Regions from separate parts of the Mus musculus genome. Here region 2 is linked to region 1. Evidence: chromatin contacts called from public Hi-C data. All regions are on one chromosome and are shown on one strand. Each heading gives the region's core, a stretch centred on a gene start, on an enhancer-like site or on the middle of the called end of the contact. The rest is flanking DNA. Distances are from core to core; before and after follow the strand shown.

Evidence for each region. A called contact is a pair of places that touch in the nucleus more often than the background predicts.
Region 2: a Hi-C map of granulocyte-monocyte progenitors shows a contact between it and region 1, with 2.3 times the contacts expected there. The contact joins two enhancer-like sites. A contact is called at or near these places in 2 of 39 promoter capture datasets (the C10 cell line and the HPC-7 cell line), 8 of 484 Hi-C or Micro-C datasets (the C10 cell line, the HPC-7 cell line, LSK cells and 5 more) and 1 of 115 datasets of contacts at active chromatin or transcription factors (the HPC-7 cell line).

Annotation. Positions count from the first base shown.
Region 1 is chr1:95,467,211-95,471,624 of GRCm38.p6, forward strand. No RefSeq gene overlaps it. Among named protein-coding and RNA genes, the nearest start is that of Fam174a, 160 kb to the left of the region's middle. Within about 2 kb of position 1,756, at least 67 of the 459 cell types and tissues checked have an H3K27ac peak or open chromatin away from gene starts, as enhancers often do. A contact at or near this core is called in the HPC-7 cell line, LSK cells, granulocyte-monocyte progenitors and 1 more, where this site is marked.
Region 2 is chr1:95,570,984-95,575,397 of GRCm38.p6, forward strand. No RefSeq gene overlaps it. Among named protein-coding and RNA genes, the nearest start is that of St8sia4, 94 kb to the right of the region's middle. Within about 2 kb of position 2,383, at least 53 of the 459 cell types and tissues checked have an H3K27ac peak or open chromatin away from gene starts, as enhancers often do. A contact at or near this core is called in the HPC-7 cell line, LSK cells, granulocyte-monocyte progenitors and 1 more, where this site is marked.

The sequences.
Region 1 (4,414 bases), core at 506-3,005:
GAATTCTGACATCTTCTAATTAAAGAACCAAGACAGGCATGACTTGACCCTCCGTTTGACATCCTCAAATTTAAAGCAATTCATTTCTCCCTCCCACGCTCATGCTAATTTTCACCAGGAGAAATGATTTTTGACAGGTTTAGAAAGTCAGGTTAAGTTCATATAAGGAAAAATGTGTAAAATAGTCTTCTGAACTGAGATTTTCCTGTAACTGTAGGAATGGTGGATGCTGCCAGAGAATAGTGTACAGTCAGGGCATGGGATGAGAGCCAGAAATGTGTGTGTCACCCTACTCTCTCCCATCCTGCTAGATTTACAAGTGCTTGTGGTACTGGGCAGGAGGGTGGGGAGTATTGCTGAGACGTGGACTCTACTCCTATGAAACTGAAGTAAGAATATACTTCAATATAGATTTGTACTTGTAATGGCTTGTATCTTGGCTCTTCAAACAATATTGAGGCCTTCTCGTAACCTACAGAATCTGTGTATCTTCTTTTAAAAAATGCCTTTGCAAATGAAACTCATTTAGAGAACTTGAGATAACCATTCCGTTATTTAGGTGGGCTTTACACATAATGTAAAGATACCTCACAAGTATCTCTGTAAGAGGTGGACTAGAGCAGAGATGAGTACCTAGAGTCACAGCAAGCATTGAAAGCACTGTACAAAGCTCAAGTCCAAGTGGATCAAGGACCTCCACATAAAACCAGATACACGGAATCAAATAGAAGAGAAAGTGGGGAACAGCCTCATATACATTGACAAAGAGAAAAATCTGAAGAAACCACCAATGGCTCGTGCTCTAAGATCAACAGTTGACAAATGGAACCTAATAAAACTGCAAAGCTTCTGTAAGGCAAAGGCACTGTCAATAGGACAAAAACCACATCCCACAGATGTTGGGGAAACATCTTTACCAACTCTACATCTAATAGAAGAATAATATGCTGTTGGGCCCTATTTGGCCCTGGTTTGGGTCTTGAGGACAAACCCCAGCCTGGCTTGAGTTTTGAAAACTGTCTCAGTCACTTCCGTACTGGAGTGACTCAGCATGACCTGCTTAAGCCTGTCTCTGCTTAGCTACTGCTAACATAGAGTAACTTTGTTGGCTCTATCAGTCACCCCATACCCTTCCTCGTCCTTCCTCTTCCCCTATGTCATCTCACCTTAGCAAAAAAATTCCCACCTCCTCTCTCAGCCCTCTATAAACAAAAGACTGATACAATTAAGTTCCTGCTTTGACAGACTTCTGGCTCAGGGTGGTTATTCTCCAGTCTGCAGGAGATCTGAGCTGTGACATTCACCATCCTGTTTCAGCCCTGGAGAGACTTGGCTGGACCAAGTTCTCTCCTCTCAGCCTAGAGCTGCTGGCCAAGAGCAGGCAATATGCAAAATATACAAAGAACTCAAGAAGCTAAACTTCAGAGAACCAAATAACCCTATTAAAACTGGGGTACAGAGTTAAACAGAGAATTCTCAACTGAGGAATCTCAAATGGCTGAGAAGCACTTAAGGAAAGAAATGTTTAAAATATTTAGTCATCAGGGAAATGCAAATAAAAATGACCCTGAGATTCCATATCACACCAATTAGAATGGCTAAGATAAAAAGTGCAGGTGAGAGCAGATGCTAGTGCCGATGTATAAAAAAGAGGAGGCATTTCCTTCAAAGGAGATGTTGTTCTGCTGATTCCATGGTGTCAGGCTTCGGGTTTCTTGTGGCTTGAAAACATGAGCTATGGTTTAAGCCAGTAAGTTTCTCTCAGTGACCACAATGAAGAAACATGGTATTGCATGCATATGTGAAATATGAATGATATACAGCATGCAATGGGTTTATGAAAGTTTTGTCATGTCAAATTAGACAGTATGGGAGACTACATGAACCACTACATAGACAAGAGTTTGCTATGGAGTTGTTTCTTTCTTGCCTAACATTCCATGCTATAGCTTTTGTTTTAGCTATAACAGAGAGTCTAAGTGGATAAAGTCTTCCCAATATGACTGCCCAAAGGACAGAACAACAACATTGTATGGACACAAGTTGTATTTAGGAACACACAAACACACACAGACATACACACAGACATACACACACAGACACACACACATAAACACACACACATACGAATGTGTGTTTATATACATGTAAACATATGAACAAATATACATATGTGCTAATGAGAAATGAGATCATATGAAGAAGAGAAGACAGGTATATTCAGGAGGGTTTGTAGAAAGGAAATGCAAGAGGAAGATGTTGTAATTAAAATTCTGTCTCAAAAAATAAACAACAACAGAAGATTTCACTTGACAGCCAAGAGGAGTGGAAAAGAAAAGTGAAAAATGTTCCTAAAAGCATAAACATACTAAGAGCATTGTATTCTGGTTCCACTCTCTCTATGCGTTTACTCTCACTTGTTCATGATGCTTTAACATACTGAAATGTGCAAAAGTACCGAGGGACTATTGGGACAGCTGGACTTCTGCTCACAGCTCTATAAATTGCTTGCTTTTCAATTTATACAGGCTCAGGAAGTTCTGAAGTAAAACAAAGAAAAATATAGTGCAAAAGAAATATAAAAATAGAGCCGGGCGTGGTGGCACACGCCTTTAATTCCAGCACTCAGGAGGCAGAGGCAGGTGGATTTCTGAGTTCGAGGCCAGCCTGGTCTACAAAGTGAGTTTCAGGACAGCCAGGACTATACAGAGAAACCTGTCTTGAAAAACCAAAAAAAAAAAAAAAAAAAAAAAAAGAAATATAAAAATAATGCCATAAGTAATCCTTTCCTTAACAAATTCTAATCTTGGTAATTGGAGAAAGGGACTGGGTAAAATGGTACAAAAAATAGATGCTGGGATGAGCTGAGTTCTAAACCTTGATTAAATTAGTATATCAACTGTCATAAAGATAGACATCATAAAGATAGAGATCTTGATGGGTTTGTAATGATAAGGGACATTAAGGTTTTGGACTCTGTATTCTTTTCTCAAATATTGACTACAAATATCCTGACTATAAATACTTTCTAGACAGCTTACACCTATTGACTGCGTTATTATTACTTAAACTGCAAACCAGAAAGTTCAGGAACATTTACGTTTTCATTCAAGTGCATTCACACATAGCACATAAAGGCTTAAGTCACACATACATACATAGGGTCAGATACATATTTATCCAACAGATGCATATCATGCACACATGCAATCATCCCCATGCGCATAAAACATGTAGAATGTTGCATTAACATTACGACATTTTCTCCTGTTTCACCTCCATGAAAGAAAGCTCTCTCCCTCCCCATTTTATTCCCATTTTTCATTGGTTTGTAAAATATACTTATGGCCAAGCACACTCCCGTGGTTGTATTGCAAAGCATTTTTAACATATTTATCATGCCATAAACTAGCATGGTGACAGTACTTTAATGTTAACTGCTGCATTATTAATGGGGGATAGTTTGCCTTTACAGAAGGTCCCTGAGTTTGTTGTGATTCACAGTCATTATGGCCAATAAATATGATGTGGGTCAGATTGGAAATGCAAAGGGCTTGGTGAACTCTGAATGACTTAGATATGCTTTGAACTTTTTCCCTCATAATGTCAAGATTCTGGTTCAAAAACTGTGACTTGCAGCAACTATTTTTAATGCCATGAATGGTTATTCTCACATAAGAGAAAAAACTGATTTATTCAAGAGATTTTTTTTACCTTGTATCTTTTTTTTTTTAAGATTTATTTATTTATTCTATGTAAGTACACTGTAGCTGTCTTCAGACACTCCAGAAGAGGGAGTCAGATCTCATTACGGATGGTTGTGAGCCACCATGTAGTTGCTGGGATTTGAACTCCGGACCTTTGGAAGAGCAGTCGGGTGCTCTTACCCACTGAGCCATCTCACCAGCCCTACCTTGTATCTTTTATACTAACTCTAAAATATACTAGCTTAAGTACACAATGACATGGATTAAGGAAAGACTACTGGTTAGAAATTCAGTGGGTAAATAAAAATTCAGATGATATATTTGTATCTGACATATCAATTTGTCAAGTTGAGTTCAAAATCTCTTCCTTGGATTAAATTCATATACATAAACATATACATGTACATGTACATATACATAGTGCACTTTAAAAACATGTAGCCCATAATGATAAATACAAATACATAAAGAGAATGAATAGATATAATATGAATAAGGAAAGTACAAAACTCCCCTGACAAATACATAAGTAATATTCAGTCATATTATAAAAAAGCAAAAATTCAAGTCAAAGTTTACTATAAAAATTAACAAATATTTCCAAAAAGCAATCCTGATATTGAAATGATAAAATAATGAACCTGTCTAGAAAATATGTATCAATGCAATTGAAAATCTATTTTTAATAAAGTTGTACTAATTTTTAG
Region 2 (4,414 bases), core at 1,133-3,632, 100 kb after region 1:
ACATGATTTTACAGATACCACTTTAGTCACAAAAAATTTGAACTTATAAAGTGCAGTTTATGTCTCTAAAGTCTCCACAGAGTTATAAAGCATACAGACAAATGAAAATTGAGTTTGGACAGCATTATGGGAGAGGAAAAATGATGATACTGGAATTAAGGCACAATTGACATTCTTTGTTGTCCAGAAAATGTGTTGTGAGTGGGTGACTGGAAGTGTGATTTAACTTAAAGAGATTAACCAAAGGCAATAGAAAAATTGTGGCACACTTAAGATCTTAAAGTAATGAACCAGGGCCAGATGTGATAAAGTTTGGGCATGTGGTCAATGGAGTACTGAGAAAATATGAAAAACAGGAAGTACTCACCTCCTCCCGAAGCAGAACATAAAACTATAAGGACACATGTTCTATATAACTATAAGGCCATATGTTCTATATAACTATAAGGCCATATGGTCATATGTCTCTCAAGGAGTAGGCCATGAGATCCTCATTCAGAAGGGACCTTTGCTATTCCCAGAGGAAGAAATACCTTATTTTTAAAATTTTATGACAAATAAAATAATCTGAAAAAAACTGGTCTAGATTAAGTTTCTCCTGGGCTCTTCAAACTTACTTCTCAAGGTTTTCCCATGATTACCAAACTGGTTACCAAACCTAAACACGAAATTAGTTTTTCTTAAGTTCTCTGAGTCATCATTTCTAAGGGCTACTATGCTGTATGTCACATATTTTAAACTTGTGCATTTTCCCTTGTTACTCTGTATTTTGTTGCAAAGTTCTCAGTTGTATACTCACGGGCCACAAAAAGTAGTTATTACCTTATAGCCCATAAAGTTTAAGCACCAAGAAACCAAAAGAGACCAGAAAAAGTTTCTGAAAAGTGATGGGCATAGAGTATCATAAAACTACATTTAGATCTATAATAGCTATCATTTAATACAATCAGGGTTCTCGTCACCTGCATGTATTTTCTCCTTAAGATAGCCTGTTTCCTTTGGAGCAAATAGATTTAAATGCTTGCAGTGAGGAAAAATGCTTACCTAGAGAACCAACCTATAATTAACAGAACTTTTTTACTTGAGATATGCAGGTGTGCATAGGGAGCACATTTTGACCCATGCAGAGAGACTGGTGTTGCATCTGGAAAATCGTTAAGAGGATGCCATCAGAGAAGTTTTTTTTTGTTGTTGTTGTTTTTTGTTTTGTTTTTTTATCTGAGCATTTAAACAGAAACGTACTTTGAAAAATGTTTGTTCATGGTCTAGAATATCAAATAAAAATTTAAAAATATAAGTATTTGTAGAAATAGCACCAACAAACAAAATGATAAGAGAAATATCCAACAGTATCTGATGACTCACAATTCATCTTTTATTCTTGCTAAAAATCATGCAGCATAAGCCACATGTCATTGAAAAATATAAAGATGTTGTAAATTATCAAGGAAAATGAAGGACTCTAAATTCTTGAGTGTTTTAATTACATGGCAATATTGCTTCATTTTCTGGGATTGGGGCAGCTAGCTTTTTATAGTTTCATAACTAGTCCTACTGGTGCATCATAAAATTTTTCTAAATATTAAAATCATATTCTATCAATTACTGGATCTTAGCTGTGTCAGATATTAGAGTCTTTGACAGCATTATAACTTTCTATAGTTAACAAGTTAGGCAGTTTGAGGAAAGAATTCCCACATAGGTTCAGGCATTGGAATACTTGGTCCCCAGTTGCTGTTCCATGGAGGATACAAAACCTTTAGGAAGTAGCCTTGTGGGAGTAAGAACTCATTGGAGATTATAGCTTTGATGTGCTTCTGTTTTCCTCTCTCAGCTTCTAGCTGGTCAATGAGCTGTCTTCTCTGGCTGCCTGATGCAATCTCATCTTTGTCATTTTGAACTGTTTGATAGAACTATAATCCCAAATCAATCCTTATTTCTATAGGTAGCCTTTGTCAGGCTGGTTTTACTATAAGCAAATAGGCAATTAACACAACAGGAAAGAATTTTTTAAAAAACTAGATTGATTTTATAGCAAATGAGTGAGAAAGACAAATTCACCGCAGACCTGTGGCTTTCCCTCTAGCTTTTGCTTATTCACTTTCCGGTTATGTATTATGAAAGTCCCCACAAATCAACAACGACGGCATGTACAGTCTTAAAATGTGCTGCAATCAACTAACACGAATGTACTCCAGAAAAGTTCAGAAATATTTGGGAAGATATTTCTTTATGTATAGATACCGATTTTTTTCCCTTCAGGGATTTGATGAAGCAATCTCCTTGCTAGAATCTTTTTGCGTTTTGAAAGGATTGTTCTACCCCGCTCTCTGGGCCAGTAGCTGATCAGCTTGATCCAGACACTTCCTTGCCTTCTCAGCACAGAAGCAGAAGCGTGTGAACTGTGTGAATGTAGTGATATCCCCCTCACTCCTTTTTGTCATGTGTTAGCTAGCAATATGTTTTAATGAACTTTCTAAATCCATCACTTATTTTACTTCATAGTGACCTTTGAGATCACTATACCTATTTCCTCTGTACTTGTCACCCTGTACTATCTAAATCCAGCCAGCTACCCATGGGGGATGATGGTATTACATTCTTTCTTTTGAAGTTAAAAGGTAATTACATAATTTCTGCTTCCATTTTCTATCACCAGACTCTGTCATATAACTCCCCTATCCTTTCTCAAATCCATGGTGTTGAGAGTATAGTTGAGTGGTTGAACACTTGACTGCACATTGGTGATCTTTCTTTTTATCATTGATTCTTGTTACACACACACCTCGTTGTGTATATTATTACTTGTAGGTATATTTTCAGAGCTGTTTATTTGCCACAGAGAACAAAATTAATGTGTTCTTCCATGAGCATGACCACTTCTCCCACTCTGGGATTTCCTTAGTTGCCCACAGATCTTTGTGGAGAACTGGAGCTTTGGGAGCTTCCCCCAATCTACATCTGTATGTTTCATATTGTTATCTTTGTTCAACCCAGGTTATGCAGTCATATGGGTGAGACTTTCTGGGATATACCTTCTGATAGTAATATGAGATACTAGCTCACAGCAGATACTCTAATTTGGCTCTTCCAATACTTCTACCTCCTCTTGAAGGCTCTTCCAATACTTCTACCTCCTCAAGCCTTATGTGCAAGATATGTTTTATATATCTATCAAGTAGGACTGGGCTTTATAGCTCTGCCTTTTGATTGGTTGTCATTTTTGTAACGGTTTCTATCTGCTGTAATGAGAAGTTTCCCTGATGTGGGACACGGACTACACTTATCTTTGGCCATGGGTACAAAAATTTAGAATGTAATGAGGGATGGTATTGATTTATAAAGTGATGGCCATAGGTTCCTTTACATGAACTATAACTTCACTATTCCTGAATAGTTGGCTAGGGTTACAGTACCAGGAATAGGTACCCTCTTTTTGTGTAGGTGTTATATTCAATTAGAGTGTCATTGGCTACCAATAAGGGATGCACGTAGTACTATACTCCTAGGGCTAATGTACCATGTTGCGTGTTGTGATTATTTATAGGCTTCATACCTCTGTAGGACTGTCTGTTGCTTCCTCCTTTTGGAACTTTGCATTGTGCCTCTGGTAGCAAGAAAAACAGTCTTTAGGGAGGAAGAATTTATGTATGTTCTATATCAGTGACCTCTTGTTCCTGTGCCTGAAGTCCATGGTGCCTTTAACAATAGAACCTTACCTTCCATAAAGTATGGGATGGTAACTAAGGGCAGTGCAATTTTTGTATATCTTAGTACTCTTTTGGACAATTTGGACAAAGTAACTATAAAGATGGCTTCCCATTTTTTTTTTTACATATTTTCTTCAATTACATTTCCAATGCTATCCCAAAAGTCCCCCACACCCTCCCCCCCCCACTCCCCTACCCACCCATTCCCATTTTTTTTTTTTGGCCCTGGCGTTCCCCTGTACTGGGGCATATAAAGTTTGCCTGTCCAATGGGCCTCTCTTTCCAGTGATGGCCGACTAGGCCATCTTTTGATACATATGCAGCTAGAGTCAAGATGGTTTTTCTCCTGGAGATAGTACTGTGAGCCTGGATGAGAAAATTTCATTTCAACTATATATGTATATTTATACAAAGGGTCTAGTGTAATACAGGATCATTTTAAAGGTAAATTATTAATAGTGGGATTGGTTTGAAATGTTTTTCAATATTTTTCCTCTTATTTTAGCTTCTTTCCTTCTGAACTGATCTTCCACCTTCTCCATAATTAAAGATGCAGGCTGTCCACTTGCACCCTGCTTTCCCCAAGGTGTCTCTTTCCCCACAAACCCTATTCTTGCAAGGATATCATTTTACTTTCCTGATTACTGTTTTTACACAAGAATTTGCACTCACGTCTGAAGATTGAGAGCTAGGAGCCTCCAGTG